Linked DNA regions of Mus musculus: all the other regions are linked to region 3. The links are chromatin contacts, called in public HiChIP or PLAC-seq and promoter capture Hi-C maps. All regions are on one chromosome and are shown on one strand. The core of a region is the stretch at or near the end of the contact, and the rest is flanking DNA. Distances in the headings are between cores, read along the strand shown.

What was found. Promoter capture Hi-C pulls out the DNA fragments that hold promoters and counts their contacts. HiChIP or PLAC-seq counts read pairs in DNA pulled down with a chosen protein or histone mark.
Region 1: an HNF4G HiChIP or PLAC-seq map of pancreatic cancer cells shows a contact between it and region 3. The contact joins the promoter of Klhdc7a here to the promoter of Atp13a2 in region 3.
Region 2: a promoter capture Hi-C map of liver shows a contact between it and region 3, with 2.7 times the contacts expected there. The contact joins the promoter of Mrto4 here to the promoter of Atp13a2 in region 3. A contact is called at or near these places in 1 of 39 promoter capture datasets (liver) and 1 of 484 Hi-C or Micro-C datasets (B cells).

Annotation. Positions count from the first base shown.
Region 1 is chr4:139,964,791-139,969,709 of GRCm38.p6, reverse strand. Klhdc7a (kelch domain containing 7A) reads left to right here and starts at 1,684. Exons shown (of 1, transcript NM_173427.2): 1 at 1,684-4,919. The coding sequence starts at 2,076. The coding sequence ends at 4,397. It overlaps Mir2139 (microRNA 2139), which reads left to right and starts at 2,090; the gene lies at 2,090-2,184.
Region 2 is chr4:139,349,923-139,354,480 of GRCm38.p6, reverse strand. It overlaps Mrto4 (mRNA turnover 4, ribosome maturation factor), which reads left to right and starts at 1,905. Exons shown (of 8, transcript NM_001290810.1): 1 at 1,905-2,212; 2 at 3,987-4,045. The coding sequence starts at 2,185. Emc1 (ER membrane protein complex subunit 1) reads right to left here and starts at 1,894. Exons shown (of 24, transcript NM_146157.4): 1 at 1,764-1,894; 2 at 196-320. The coding sequence starts at 1,861.
Region 3 is chr4:140,984,909-140,989,679 of GRCm38.p6, reverse strand. It overlaps Atp13a2 (ATPase type 13A2), which reads right to left and starts at 2,759. Exons shown (of 29, transcript NM_029097.3): 1 at 2,604-2,759. The coding sequence starts at 2,613.

The DNA of each region.
Region 1 (4,919 bases), core at 435-2,934, 1.0 Mb after region 3:
AGGAAGGCGGCCATGGAAGGGGCCTGTCTTAGTCAGGGTTTCTATTCCTGCACAAACATCATGACCAAGAAGTAAGTTGGGGAGGAAAGGGTTTATTCGGCTTACACTTCCATGTTGCTGTTCATCACCAAAGGAAGTCAGGACTGGAACTCAAGCAGGTCAGGAAGCAGGAGCTGATGCAGAGGCCATGGAGGGATGTTCCTTACTGGCTTGCCTCCCCTGGCTTGCTCAGCCTGCTTTCTTATAGAACCCAAGACTACCAGCCCAGAGATGGTCCCACCCACAAGGGGACCTCCCCCCTTGATCACTAATTGAGAAAATGCCTTACAGCTGGATCTCATGGAGGCATTTCCTCAACTGAAGCTCCTTCCTTTCTCTGTGATAACTCCAGCCTGTGTCAAGTTGACACAAAACTAGCCAGTACAGGGCCCAGGGAGGTTTGGAGTTTGACTGGACCTAGACGGCTGGAAAGATCCCCACCGGCAAAGATAAGGAGGCCTGGCCTGCAGGAGTCAACAAAGTAGGGCACACTAGACTGCCACATGCAGAAGGGTAAACTGAGGCTGTTGGGTGGAGGCTCACACACATAAGGACCTCCTAAGGGGATCCCAGGAGGCCAGCAAGATGACACTCCAGTCAAGCAAGGTGGCCTGAGTTCAACCCTCAGGATTTGCACGGCAGAAGGAGAACAGAATCCTTGGGCTGTCCTCTGATGTCACATGTGCCTATGTGTATTACCCACACATGCACTTGCACACACACACACACACACACACACACACACACACACACACACACACACACACACACACACACACACACAAATATAACAAAAAAGTTTAGAGTTTTCCCAAGGCCAGAACCCTCAGAACCAAGTTCCTGGGCCTTCAAATTGGATCGTCCTTTCACTTTGCAACCTGAAGACAACCTTTAAAAAGTGGAGCGTGTGCGTTGGGCATCTCGGCAGCTGAGGACCTGAATCCTGGGCACAGATGGAGGCTTACCCAGAGCAGGCCTGGGCCCCCACTCTTGCTCAGTGACTTTACCTCCCTTAAAACTGTGACCTCAGCACCCACCCTTGAGAACCAGTAAAAAAACCTGCACATGGGGGAGATAAAAACAGCCAAGCCTTGCTGAGCTTTAGCAACAACATGGGGCTTCATGCATGTTGACTACTCTACCTGATGAGCTAATGATGCGGTCACCCTCTGTCTCTCGCCACTTTTCAGGCAGGCACAGAGAAGTAAAGTTACTTGCCCAAGGTCACACAGCTGGTGAACGGCAGATTTGAGTCTGGGGTCCACAGTGCTGATGTGGGTTGGGGGTTGTGAGGAGTCACTCCTCCACAGGCCTCTTTTCCTATGAGGTTGGCTCATCATGAAGAGGAGGCAGGGTCTCTAAGGTCTCATTTTGTCTGGGTGCTAAGGTCTTGTATTTCCTGGCTGCTTCAGCAAAGCTAGTTTCTCTTCAACTTGTTGAGTAGAGGAGGAGGGCAGAGGCAGCCAAGGGCCCAGTCAGGTGGCTTGGCCGCCAGCCCAGGCCCAGCGTCCTCACTGTTTCATTGCTTGGCTGGTTAAAAGCTGACCCCTCAGTTAGGGCCAAGGCCATCCCCATACGCCTGTTAACTGTGGCTCCACCTGCTCCGGGAACCAAGGCAAAAGCTGCCCCAAGCTTCCAACCTAAGGATTTGCAAAAGAGAAAATAAACACCCTCACACACAGACCAACAGTGTGGCTTCTAGGCATCTGGTGACAGTTCTGCTCAGAGATTCCTTCCTCTTTGAATCCCTGTTGGACACTCCCTCCCACCAGGGGCTGCAGGTGACTGATCTGAAGCTCGGGCCCCTCCAGTCGGGACCCTCCCTCCTTTCAGGCAAGGATCCAAAGAGGCCAGCTGCAACCTTAGCCATCCCCTGCCCCATTGCCGACTCAGTGGACTCAAAGTCACCTCTGCTCCAGCAACCGCTGGCCAGATCCGGCTAGGGACTCCCTCCCACTCCACAGCAGGATCCAGGAACTGGTCCCTATTGGGCAATCATTAATCGGATTCTTGGCATTCCTCTGTCCCTGGCCAGCATGCTCCCCACTGGAGAAGGAGCAGAGGGCCAGGACTGGCATTTGGACATGCAGCTGCCCAGCAAGGTGGTGCTGTCCGCAGCTGCGCTGCTCCTGGTAACTGCGGCTTACAAACTCTACAAGTCCAGACCTGCCCCAGTCGGGCAGGCAGGGAGAAACAACAAGGACCACAAAGCAGAAAATGAAACAGAGGCCTTGGGACAACTTGCCTTCCAGGAGGCTCCACCGGGGACCCTGCCAAGGGGTCGAAGACGCAGGAAGGCCAGCAAGGGGGCTGGGACCTCACTGGACTACAGCTTGGTGGATCCAGAAGACCCCTGCATCCTGGACATTTCCAGGTCTGAAGAGGCCACAAGAAAAGGCTCTGATGAAAGTCAGGGCAGGCAGTGTCCAGACTCTCAGCAGGTGCCTCCTCCCTGTGGTGGCCAGGAAGCCGGAACAGATGTTAGAGGTAAGCCCAACCCTCCCCACCTCCCTCATTCAGGCTGTGAACCTACGAGCTCCTCAGGCAGACTTATCCCAGGAGTGGGTGGCAGCTGTGTGGGTGACAAGCTCTCTCCATGGCCAGACAGCAGACCCCCAGAGGAAACAGGATCTGGGGACCTGGAAGCCCCCAACGGTTGGACTGATCTTACACTGGTCAATGGTGACATGAACCAGAGTTGGATCTTCACCCACATGACAGGGGTCAGCAGGGGAGAGGCCGGGGTCCTCCAGGCTGCTGCAGACATGGGCTTGGCCACGCAGCAGCAGGAAGGAGCCACCAACGCCTCCCATACTTTCTCATCTGTGGCCCGGATCCGGATGGAGGAGAATATTATACAAAAGGCAGAGGGACCAGGGCTGAAGGGCAGAGTATATGACTATTTCGTGGAGTCCACGTCGAAGGCTGACTCCAGGCCAGTCCCCTGCCCAGCAGCTCTGGCTGATGCTCCATCCCCTGGGCCTGGACCAGAGCCCCTTGTCACTGGAGCAGCCTCCAGAGACGAAGCCGCTAACACAGCCGGTGGTGGTGCATCTGAAGCAGCATCCCCACAGCCTGTGGCATCCCCATCTGCACCGGGCTTCAGCAGAAAGGTGAGCCTCCTGCAGATCGCTGAGAACCCAGAGCTCCAACTGCAGCCTGAAGGCTTCAGGATGCCCCTTCCTGCCCACCTGGACCAGAGAGCCCAACTCAGCTCAGCCTGCAGCCACGGGGAGCCCCACGTGCAGCTTGTAGCTGGGACCAATTTCTTCCACATCCCGCTCACCCCGGCTTCAGCTCTGGATGTCCGCCTGGACCTGGGCAACTGCTATGAGATGCTGACCTTGGCCAAGAGGCAGGGCCTAGAGACCCTGAAGGAGGCAGCCTACAAGGTATTGAGTGATAACTACCTTCAGGTCCTCCGCAGCCCAGACATCTATGGGGGCCTGAGCGGAGCAGAGCGGGAGCTGATTCTCCAGCGCAGGTTCCGTGGCCACAAGCGCCTGGTGGTGGCAGACATGTGTCCCCAGGATGATAGTGGCCGCCTCTGTTGCTATGACAATGTGCAGGATGCTTGGCACCCTCTGGCCCAGCTGCCCCCGGAAGCCATGTCCCGGGGTTGTGCACTCTGTACCCTATTCAATTATCTGTTTGTGGTGTCTGGCTGCCAGGAACCTGGGGGCCAACCCTCCAACCGCGTCTTCTGCTACAACCCCCTGACGGCAATCTGGAGTGAGGTGTGCCCACTGAACCAGGCTCGGCCTCACTGCCGGCTGGTGGCCCTGGAGGGGCACCTCTATGCCATTGGAGGTGAGTGTTTGAATACAGTGGAGCGTTATGACCCTCGCCTGGACCGCTGGACCTTTGCCCCGCCTCTCCCAAACGATACATTTGCCCTGGCACACACAGCCACGGTGTGCGCCAATGAGATCTTTGTCACCGGGGGCAGCCTGCGCTACTTGCTGCTCCGATTCTCGACCCAGGAACAGCGTTGGTGGGCCGGCCCCACCGGGGGCAGCAAGGACCGCACGGCCGAGATGGTGGCTGTGAATGGCTTTCTCTACCGTTTTGACCTCAACCGCAGCCTGGGCATCAGCGTGTACCGCTGCAGTGCCAGCACCCGGCTCTGGTATGAGTGTGCCACATACCGCTTACCTTACCCTGATGCCTTCCAGTGCGCCGTTGTGGATGATCATATCTATTGTGTGGGACGCAGGCGCATGCTCTGCTTCCTGGCGGACCACATCTCACCCAGGTTTGTGTCTAAGGAATTAAAGGGTTTCCCTTCTGCACGGGGCACCCTTCTGCCTGCCGTCTTGACCTTGCCTGTCCCGGATGTGCCTCAGACCCCTGTCTAGCAGTCCCTCAGCTGGGCTCCATCAGGATTCAGAAAAACCCCTTTGCCTATCACTCTGGGTAAGAAGCAGGCAGGAACATGACAGGCCGTGGAGTGGAAAGTTCTCTCTCCTGTACCACAGGCTATGGGGCCTTGGAGGATTCTTGAAAAGCCACATTACAGGTCTGCCACAACATTGAAGCCAGAGCCTAGCATTCCACGACAGCTGGAATCTCACAACTTCGTGAGTGACTGACCCAGCACTGTGATTCAAGTCAGAATTCCTGGTAGGGGCGGTTTCAGGATCCCACAGAAATGAAGGGACACAGTCTTCTCCCAATCACAGTTCCAGGGGCCAGGGTACCTCCAGAGGACTTCTCAAGCTGGTTGGGTTTCTGTGTGCTACCATAGACCACCCTCTTAAGCAATGGTCTCACCAATTCCTAAGCATTGAGGCCCACTTTAGAAGCTTCTAGAAGCACCTGGAGCACAGGTGGAAAGAACTGAAGGAGGGTTTGGGCAGGAGCAGGAAGCAGCTCAGGAT
Region 2 (4,558 bases), core at 656-3,155, 1.6 Mb after region 3:
CCACCACGCCCGGCTTGCAGTGCTATCTTAAAGGCCTTCAGGACAGAGGGAAGGAATTACAAAGGCAGTGCGACAAATTTACCCAGTGAAAGACAACAAGACTAGAGAACATAAAAAGAAGGCAAGCCACGGGTCGCTCAGATGCACCCAGTCAGCTTCCTTCCCAGAAGCCTCTGGTCTCCGCAGTTCACTCACAGATCTCTCCAGTCCGAGAATTTAACGCCGCAATCACATTCTTCTCTGTGGCCACAACCAACTTCTTGGATCCAGGGGAAAACTCCAAGGAGGCAAACTTGATCTTCCCAACATACTGCTGTCTCCTGAGGACCAGTGCAGGGGAACGTCAGGGCACGAAGACAAACTGCTGCCTCACACCAGCACATCTCCCTCAGCACACGCAAGAAGTGCGTGCTAATGAAGAGCTCCGAGCATACGCAAGAGTTCTGTGCAACGTACTCAGAAGCAAAAGAAGGCAGGAGAGAACTGCCACCATATACATGGGAGACAATACCAGTCTGCCAGCTAAATGTAACACCTACCTACTCAGGCAACACCCCAGAGTCCTCGGCCTAATTAATTTTTAGCGGCAACAGACTTCCAGGGGCACGGCTTGCACACTGTTGCAATGGGGAAATGCTGCTGTCTGAGGCACACTGATTGAGCCTGGCATTTAGATGACATCTCTCATTTAGACCACTGTGTTATTTAGCCTAGTTTGTTTTAAAGGAGCTTCTGGGGTTTGATTTTTTTTTTTTGGTTTTTCGAGACAGGGTTTCTCTGTGTGTAGCCCTGGCTGTCCTGGCACTCACTTTGTAGACCAAGCTGGCCTCGAACTCAGAAATCCACCTGCCTCTGCCTCCCGAGTGCTGGGATTAAAGGCGTGCGCCACCACGCCCGGCTTTGGGGTTTGGTTTTGTTTTAAGATTTATTTATTTATTTTATGTATGTGAGTACACTGTCACTGTCTTCAGACACACCAGAAAAGGGCATCAGATCCCATTACAGATGGCTGTGAGCCACCAAAGTCCAGATAGGCTAATGATTGTTGGGACCAGGACCCAAAATGAACACCTTTAAAAAAAATACATATGTATGTGTGTGTGTGTGTGTGTGTGTTAGTTGTCTGTCAATTTCCCCAGAAGCATACAACTGATAAGTAGCCAAATGCTTATTCAATCTGAAATAAGCACAGTCAGAAGGAAGGGGTGAGCGAACGAATGTCAGTTTGGAGAGGGAGAGGCCACACTGCACCCAGAGAGTCCCTCAGAGGAAAAGGCTCACTTTAGAACTTGTGAGACAAGTGGACTAAGTGACACCAGCTAGTTTCAGGCTTAAAGTTCACTGGGGCTAGTGACCTGGGACCCAGAAGATCACAAACCTGACAGCCACAAAATCGGACATGACAGGAAAGGAGGGAACTAGTGACCTCTGACCAAAACCCTTAAAGCCTGCCTTCACTGCGGAGCAATCTGCACCGTCACACACAGGGCGGCTTAAAGAGCTCCCTCCATGCTTAACATAAAGCTCTTGGGTTGACATCTTACGACTCTTCATATCTGAAGAGGAGACTCTCACATTGTCATTCTGCACAGGGTGCAGCATTCATTCATTCATTCACTTCTCCCTGAAAGCACCCTCCCGCACCCCCGTTAAGTTATAGTCTGGGTTCGGCTCCATAGCAAATCTCCTTCAGATTAGCAGGAGGGAGACAGATGCTGAGGAAGCAAACACCGACGTCCTGGAGAAGCGTCACCTGTACGCACCAGTCAAACTTGCCCACTTGGTCTTCGTAGACCGCGGCCGCAGGGACGAGCAGCACAGCAGCCCAGATCCAGAACCCAGACGCCACCGCGACCGCCATGATTGAAGCCCAAGCACCGCCTGCCGCCAGCCCGGCATGCACCGGGCCTCAAGCCCCTCCCTCCGCAGAGCCATAGAGAGGAACCGGTTCGCGAGGGACTTGGTGGAGTGCTCGGGACTCGGAAGCCGCCGGGACTGGAGGGACCCGGGACCTGGGCAGAGAAGTGGCCTTCAGGACACTGGGCGGAGCGCAGGCGGGGAAGAGAGGGCTCGCCACAGTTCAGGCACACGCGAGGGGCAGCCCCGAGCGCCGTCCCATAAGCCCCCGCGGCAGCCGGGTCCTAACCGGCCGCCCAGTCTTCCGCCGCACGTGCCTTTGCCGCGATGCCCAAATCCAAGCGAGACAAGAAAGGTAGGTTCGGGGGGCCTGCGTCAAGGGGGCGAGGGGGACGCGGGTGAGACGCCGGGGCCTCTCCGAGAGGCTCGGCCGGCCGAGATAGCGAGAGAGCTGGAAACTGGTCCGGGCCGACAGCAGTCGCATAGCCCAGGCTCTCCTCGAACTTGCCAACCAGGATAGTCTTACACAACTAACCTTGCTGCTTCTACCTCCCGATTGCTGGAATTACAGGCAGCATCACTAAACCAAGTACGCTCTTGTTAGGCAAACACTACCCACATAGCACTGGTCTACATCCCCTGGCATGTGCGAGCGACCGTGTGTGTTTGAGAGAGGATCTTGACGATGTAGCTCAGATTTGCTTAGGACGGTCTCATTATCTCAAGAAAATAGGGGTTTTACAGTTTCGACTACTGCATGTTTTGTTTGTCTATTTATTGCTGGGGCCTTGAACTCTTCCAACTGTCTGCCTTGGCCCCAAATACTAGGATTCCATACTGAGCCACTACATCAAGCTAGCGGGCTGGCGCTTTTGTGGGTGTTAGAAGACAAGACAGTTGAACAAAAAGGGTCCGGCTTCATCAGACTCACCACCTTAGTTAGGGGTGTGTGTCTGTCTGTCTGTCTCCTATACCCCTGTCAAGTCAGTATAATGTGTCAGGTAGTCCAAGTGGAGTATGGAGCAGGTGGGAGTGATAGTGTTTTGCATAATGTTGTCAGGAAAACTCTCAGCGGTTAGAGAAGGTCGTTTGGAATAGAGGGAACACAAAATGAAAGGGGTCTGTGGTGTGATTAACATATTGTGGGACAGCCAGTGTGGCCATAGTGAACAAAGTGGGCTTAGAGGAAAAGACCCAGCCTTTGGTGTGGCTTTGCTTTGAAAGGGTCCCTTGATAGCACAGAGAATATGAAGGCAGCAAGGCCAGCAACCACCTGCAGCATGCTAAGTCGCACCAGAATCCTAGCGGTGGAGAGTCCGGGAATGACTGGCTGGGTGTGACTGTGTGCCTTGTAAAGAGGGACTGTGAGTGGCAGGCAGGGTAGATGAATGGGCCATATCGGCTCCTGGGGACACCCAGGGCATTATAGCTGATGTTTTAGTAAGTTCTTATAGAGTCGTTAGGGTCTGGAAGGAGCCCTGGACAGATGTAAGCAAAGGCCGGGAACTCTTGGGAGTAGGACAGATAGAGCCTGGGTCACTTTTCAGTAGAGGTTGTGTCCCCCATCTGCCCTCTCCCCAGCGTTGCTGTAGTCTTGGGTTCAGATTACAAAAATGAAGTGTAGGTATATAACAGAATAGGAAAGATAAGGTCCCAACAGGATGACGTGGTACATGCCTGGAATCCCTCCACTTAGGAGACAGAAGTAAGGAACTGTATCTTGAGTTTAAGGCCAGCCTAAACAGCTTTGTAGCAAGATTGTGGTTTTTACAAAAGGAAGAGTTGGTCCCTGTCATTCCATAGCCCCACCTTGGCCAGCAGGTTGGGAATCCCACAGACAGCGCTCTATCCGCAGGAATATTGAGTATGGTAATACTGCAATAAATGCAACAGTCGGCCCAAGGAACTAAGGGCACTTTGTTTATGGCAGGGGATGTATTTAGGGATCTTAGGGTCCAAGATTGCTAGGAAAGCAAACGCTCTGTCAGCCTTGAATGCCAGGAATGACTGTCCATTGCTGCCTCTGTCACACTGGCTTAGTTTAGCCAAGCCTCCAAAGAGGGAAGCAGAATTAGTCTCCAGAGCATCCACACTCACAGTTGCCACCATCTCTTTTTCTTGGTTTTTAGTTTCTTTAACAAAAACTGCCAAGAAAGGCTTGGAACTGAAGCAGAACCTGATAGAAGAGGTAAGTGCTTGCTTGTTCCTGTGTGTGTGTGTGTGTGTGTGTGTGTGTGTGTGTGTGTGTGTGTGTGTGTGTGTCTGTCTGTCTGTCTGTCTGTCTAGATAGATCGATCGATCTTTGGTTAGTAGAATTGTTCCCATACCTCCCCACAGCATCCCTATGACCTAGGACCAGGTGATGCTATTGCTGTTTTGTGCTCAGGGGTAATTAAAGCTTATTAGTGAGTTTGTAATGCTGCCCAATGTTAGAAGGCTGGAGGTCACCAGGTGGTGACTGTGGCCAGCTATCTCTAGCTGACCTGCTGGTTCTGGGTCAGATAAGTGCAGTCTCCCCGGGCACAAATTCCCTATTCTTTGGAAATGGAGCTTTATTTACCATAGAGAGGCTTCCTTCAGGAGCCTGGCCAGGGCAGTGAGGGCGACATGTCTCTCCTTGTTGATAAGGTGGGGCTCCTTGTATTTTGATTTAGCAGGGGCCTTCCCAGGGTGGGTAGATGTTTCTAGATCAACTAAGTGA
Region 3 (4,771 bases), core at 1,510-4,009:
TCTCCTTTCTCATCACCCAGACAGAAACCTGCAGGGGTGCTGGCCTCCAGGCCTGAACAGCCGCTCCTTCCTGTAGCTTGTGGCCCTTGGGACACCAGCTAGACAGGGCTCAGGCTGATAAAGATGTCACAGAGCCAACCCAGGGCCAATCACGAGACCTGGTTCCACCTGCCAGCAGTAGCGAGATGGCCTCTTACTGCGGTTACCAATGGAAGGGCTGTGTTTCCCACGGCCACTCTGCCAGGGGCTGGAGACTGGAAATGGGTCTCCGCACTCTCACCCTTGATCATTGGTTCCTGACCACAGCGGACACTGAATGAACTCACACCCAAGCACTTCGGAACAGGGAGGGCATGGGCCAGCCCCCTTGCGCCTCCCCACCCCCGTGTCTGACCCCTCCCTACTCTCAGCCCCTGGGGGCTAATCTGGAAAGCTCTTTCCAGTGTCCACCATAAACCCCAGTGTCCATCATGAATCCCAGTGTTTCACAAGGATGTTCACAGCCAGCCTGGGGAAGGTGGGCAAAGGGTCTTGCCAAAAGAGGAAGTCACATCTCAGGAAACCTCTAGAGCGTCCATAAGGGCCACACCCAGTGATGCACTGTCTGGCAGGGGCACAGGCCATCTTCAAAGCACTTGGATAGGCTTAGCCACTGATCACCCATCAAGGGATAGTGTCCCAGGACTCACTGGTAAGGCAACCTCAAAAGCTGGCTTGCTCAGGCTGTGGGCATTGGGGGATGGAAACTCTAAGCTCTCGAGCTCTCCGGAGTCACAGCCCAGGCAGCCAGAGGGCCTCTCCCACAGCAGTGGCAACATTGTAGTTCACCCAGCGAGGGAGGAACTAATGAAATGTTCTTGGTCAGAGACCGGGAACCCAGCTGTGAAGAGTCAGGTCCTGAATCGTATGACCTCAAATGGGGAAGCTGGCTATGATGAACAGGGCCTTTAATTCACCCTCACAGCCTCGAGAAAAGCGCAGAGTAGGAGACTCATTTAAAATGGGGGAGGGGTGGTGGTACAGCAGGCAAAGGCCCTGGCTGCACAAACCTCATGACCTGAGTTCCAAGCAGGGAGTCGGGGTGGAAAAGTCCTCGGACTGACACACACAGGCTGGGACAAAAGTATGTGTGCACAGGAAATAGTAATAAAAATGATCACAGATTTAAAATGAGAGCTAGGTTTAGTGGCCCATGACTGTAATACCAGCACTGAAGACATGCAAACAGGATTAGTCCAAGGTCATCCACGACTAAGTATTGGATTTGAGGCCAGCCTGGGCTACATGACACCCCAATCTCAAACAATAAAAATAATAGGGGCTGGAGAGTTACCTCAGCAGTTAAGAGTACAGTCAGCTCTCCTAGAGGACATGAGTTTGCTTTTCAGCATTCACAACCTTCTGTAATCCCCTCAAAGCCACACACACACATACACACACAAACATTTTAAAAACAAATCTTTAAAAGATTAAATAATATAATGCAAAGATTGCACCGGGTGTGGTGGCACATGCCTTTAATCCCAGCACTGGGGAGGCAGAGGCAGGCGGATTTCTGAGTTCGAGGCCAGCCTGGTCTACAAAGTGAGTTCCAGAACAGCCAGGGCTACAGAGAGAAACCCTATCTCAAAAAACAAAACAACAACAACAACAACAACAACAAAATTACAATATAGCTCCAGTAGAGCAAAAGGTCCAGGTTTGACACCCTTCTCAGCACTCAGCCAGAAACCCAAACACAAAGCCCAAGAAAAGGCAGGCCAAGAATGAAAGACCAACATAAAGACACGCATGGCAGAGACGAGGCTTGAGCCCAGTTCCCAGCCCTGGGGCAGCCACACCAGCACCGTAGAGCTGAGGGGTGGGAGTCAAAGCCATTTGGGAACCTCTTATTTCCTGCGGAAGACCCAGCTTCCGGCTGCTAATCTATCAGTGGCCCAGGGCACCAGCATCTACTTCTGGTGGCTCCCCCATGGCCATGAGCTCATGGCTTCCCTCAAGCTGGGAGGGTGTGCGCCTAGGAGGTCTTTATGTAGATTCTAGGTGCTATGCTAGACGCTAGAGACTTTGCTCAAGTGCAGAGTCAGGGGTCTGGTGCATAAGGGGAAGACGTTGTTCTTATCACAAGTTGAATTGTAGCCCCCTATTGTTTTCCATTCCTCACCTAAGACACTGTCGGATGGAAGTTGGGGACTGGGCTAGACAGAGACATGCTAGCACCCGGAGGTTAGCAGACCATCTGCATCTGGTGGGATTTTGGTTTCAGCCTAAGACACTCATTCTGGCATGGGGGGGGGGCATGCAGGATATGGTCCTTGGATGTGGCCACTGGCAAGCTTTCTGTGTAGGTCAGGAGTGCATTTGTGCCTCGGCAGAGAGCTGGCTTCCCTAATCCTGTTCATGTAGCACATATGGGTGCTGCACAGAGGACCCACGGCGGTGCACCGCGTCCATCACTGGGACCTGTCACTCAGGGTCGAATGCATTCAGAGGGGATGGGGAGGGCAGGAACCCCCGGCCCTAGGGTGAGCGCAGCGGCAACCTAAATCTGTCTCTGGGGGCCTGGGGATGAGACCCGAAGGGAGGGCCGGGCCGCCGCTCACCTGCGCTCATTTCGGCTCCTCGCGCTCATCGCCGGCCGCTGTGGCCCGCGGCCTGGGCTCGGCGTGCGAGGCCCCGGGGCACGGTCGGGGGGCGCCGGTTGCGGCGATCCGCGGAGGGGCCGGGCTGGGCAGCACCTGCAAGACGCGACGGCGACTGGAACTGTGCCGCAGTCTGCGGCCGTCAAGCCCCGCCCCTCCACGGCGCCTGCGTCCGTCGCTGCCGCGCGGGCTGCCGGGACTTGTAGTTCCCAGTCTGGCCTCTGTCCGGAGCTCGCTGAGATCTTGATGCTGTGGGCAGCGTGGGTGGAGGCGCGAGTCGGGGGATGGGGAGAGGAGGGAAGAGATGGGAAGCAAGGGAATGTGGACGGGACAGTCCCCAGACAAAAGAGATAGACGGAAAAGGACAGGCTGCGAGACAGGTAGGCAGACATACAGGCAGACAGAGGGCGATGCTGGGAAGACACAAGTGGACCGGCTTGACAGAAAGGGGCGGGGGGGGGGGCACCAGGCAGACAACAGACAAAGAGGTAGAGAGGTGACAGACAAACAAACAGAAAGGAACGTTGGGACACCCCATTGGAACAGCCTCCATATAGAACAACAATAATACAGGAAACAGGCGGACAGACAAACATCAAATAGGCAGGCAGAGTGGGAGGGAGAGGTTGGAAGACACAGGTGGGACAGTCTCCAGACAGAACAGACAAACGGAAAACCGATATGCTGGGAGACAGGACAGACAAAAAGACAGGCACACGGATAGGCTGCTGGCAGACAAACAGGGGGGCCATACTGGGAGACAGAGGTGGAAGAGGAGAAAGTGTCCTGTCCGCGACCACAGCCTCAGGCGCACCCCTCAGCACTGCACCTTACGCGTGCAGGTTCAAGCCTGCCCCTGTCTCTTCCAGGCTGTGTGACTGTAGATGTGTAAGCTAACCTCCCTGGGTCTCCTTTTCTTCAAAACAAAACAAAACAGCACTATTAATTCTAATTGTGTGTGTGTGTGTGTGTGTGTGTGTGTGTGTGTGTGTGTGTGTGTGTGTGTGTGTGGTGGTGGTGGTGGTGCATGTATGCACAATAGCACATCAGAGAACAGTCTTCAAGAGTCAGTCATATTCTTTCTGTGGGTGCCTAGGAATTGACCTTAAGTCCCCAGCAAACACCTTTACCCCCTGAGCCATATTACTGGGTTTGGACCTATTTTTTTTTTTTAAATTTTATTTCTTTTCACGTGCCTTGGTGTTTGACTGCATGCGTGTCTGTGTGAGGGTGTTGGATCCTCTGGAACTGGCGTTACAGGCAGCTATGAGCTGCCATGTGGGTGCTGGGAATTGAACCCAGGATCTTTGGAAGAGCCACTCATGCTCTTTTTTTTTTTTTTTTTTTGGTTTTTCGATACAGGGTTTCTCTGTATCTTCTTGGCTGTCCTGGAACTCACTTTGTAGACCAGGCTGGCCTCGAACTCAGAAATCCACCTGCCTCTGCCTCCCAAGTGCTGGGATTAAAGGCGTACGCCACCACTGCCCGGCTACCGCCCATGCTCTTATCCACTGAGCCATCTCCCCAGCCCCGGGACAGCTTTTTCTGACCTGTACAATGACAAATAGCAGCAGTGACGGCTTGTTGTACGTGCTGCATAAGAGCACTCATCTAAAGCCTGATACTACTGGGTAGATATCAGGAGAAGGTCACACTTGCCATAGACTCCCATGGTCAGATATGGCCAGAAAGGTGCTCCATACAGGTTGGCTGTGATGATGCGCAGGAGGCTAAAGGGAGGTAGGACCTAGCCCAGAAACCCGGAAGCATGGTCCGCACATACCCCTGCACAGGTGAGACAAATAAAGACCCAGGAAAGCCTAGGATACCCATCTACAGCATTCACTACACTATCCCATAGTGACTGACACAGCTAGGGTGTCCCCCGGCCCCAGGATCAATGACCTCTGAACTGAGGCAGAGGGTGTATGAGAGACCTGGAGTAAGCCAGGGAAAGTTGCGGCTGGAATAGTCCTGGGCCCACACCTTCAGCATCACAGTATCCCTGTGAACTCAAGGCGAGTCAGGCTGAGTTCCAGGAGCTGGACCATCAGGTCCTGTCCAGTGGGGACTACTGGAAAGTGACACAAGGACACTCAAGCTAAACAACAGACTGCAGAAAGTCAAGA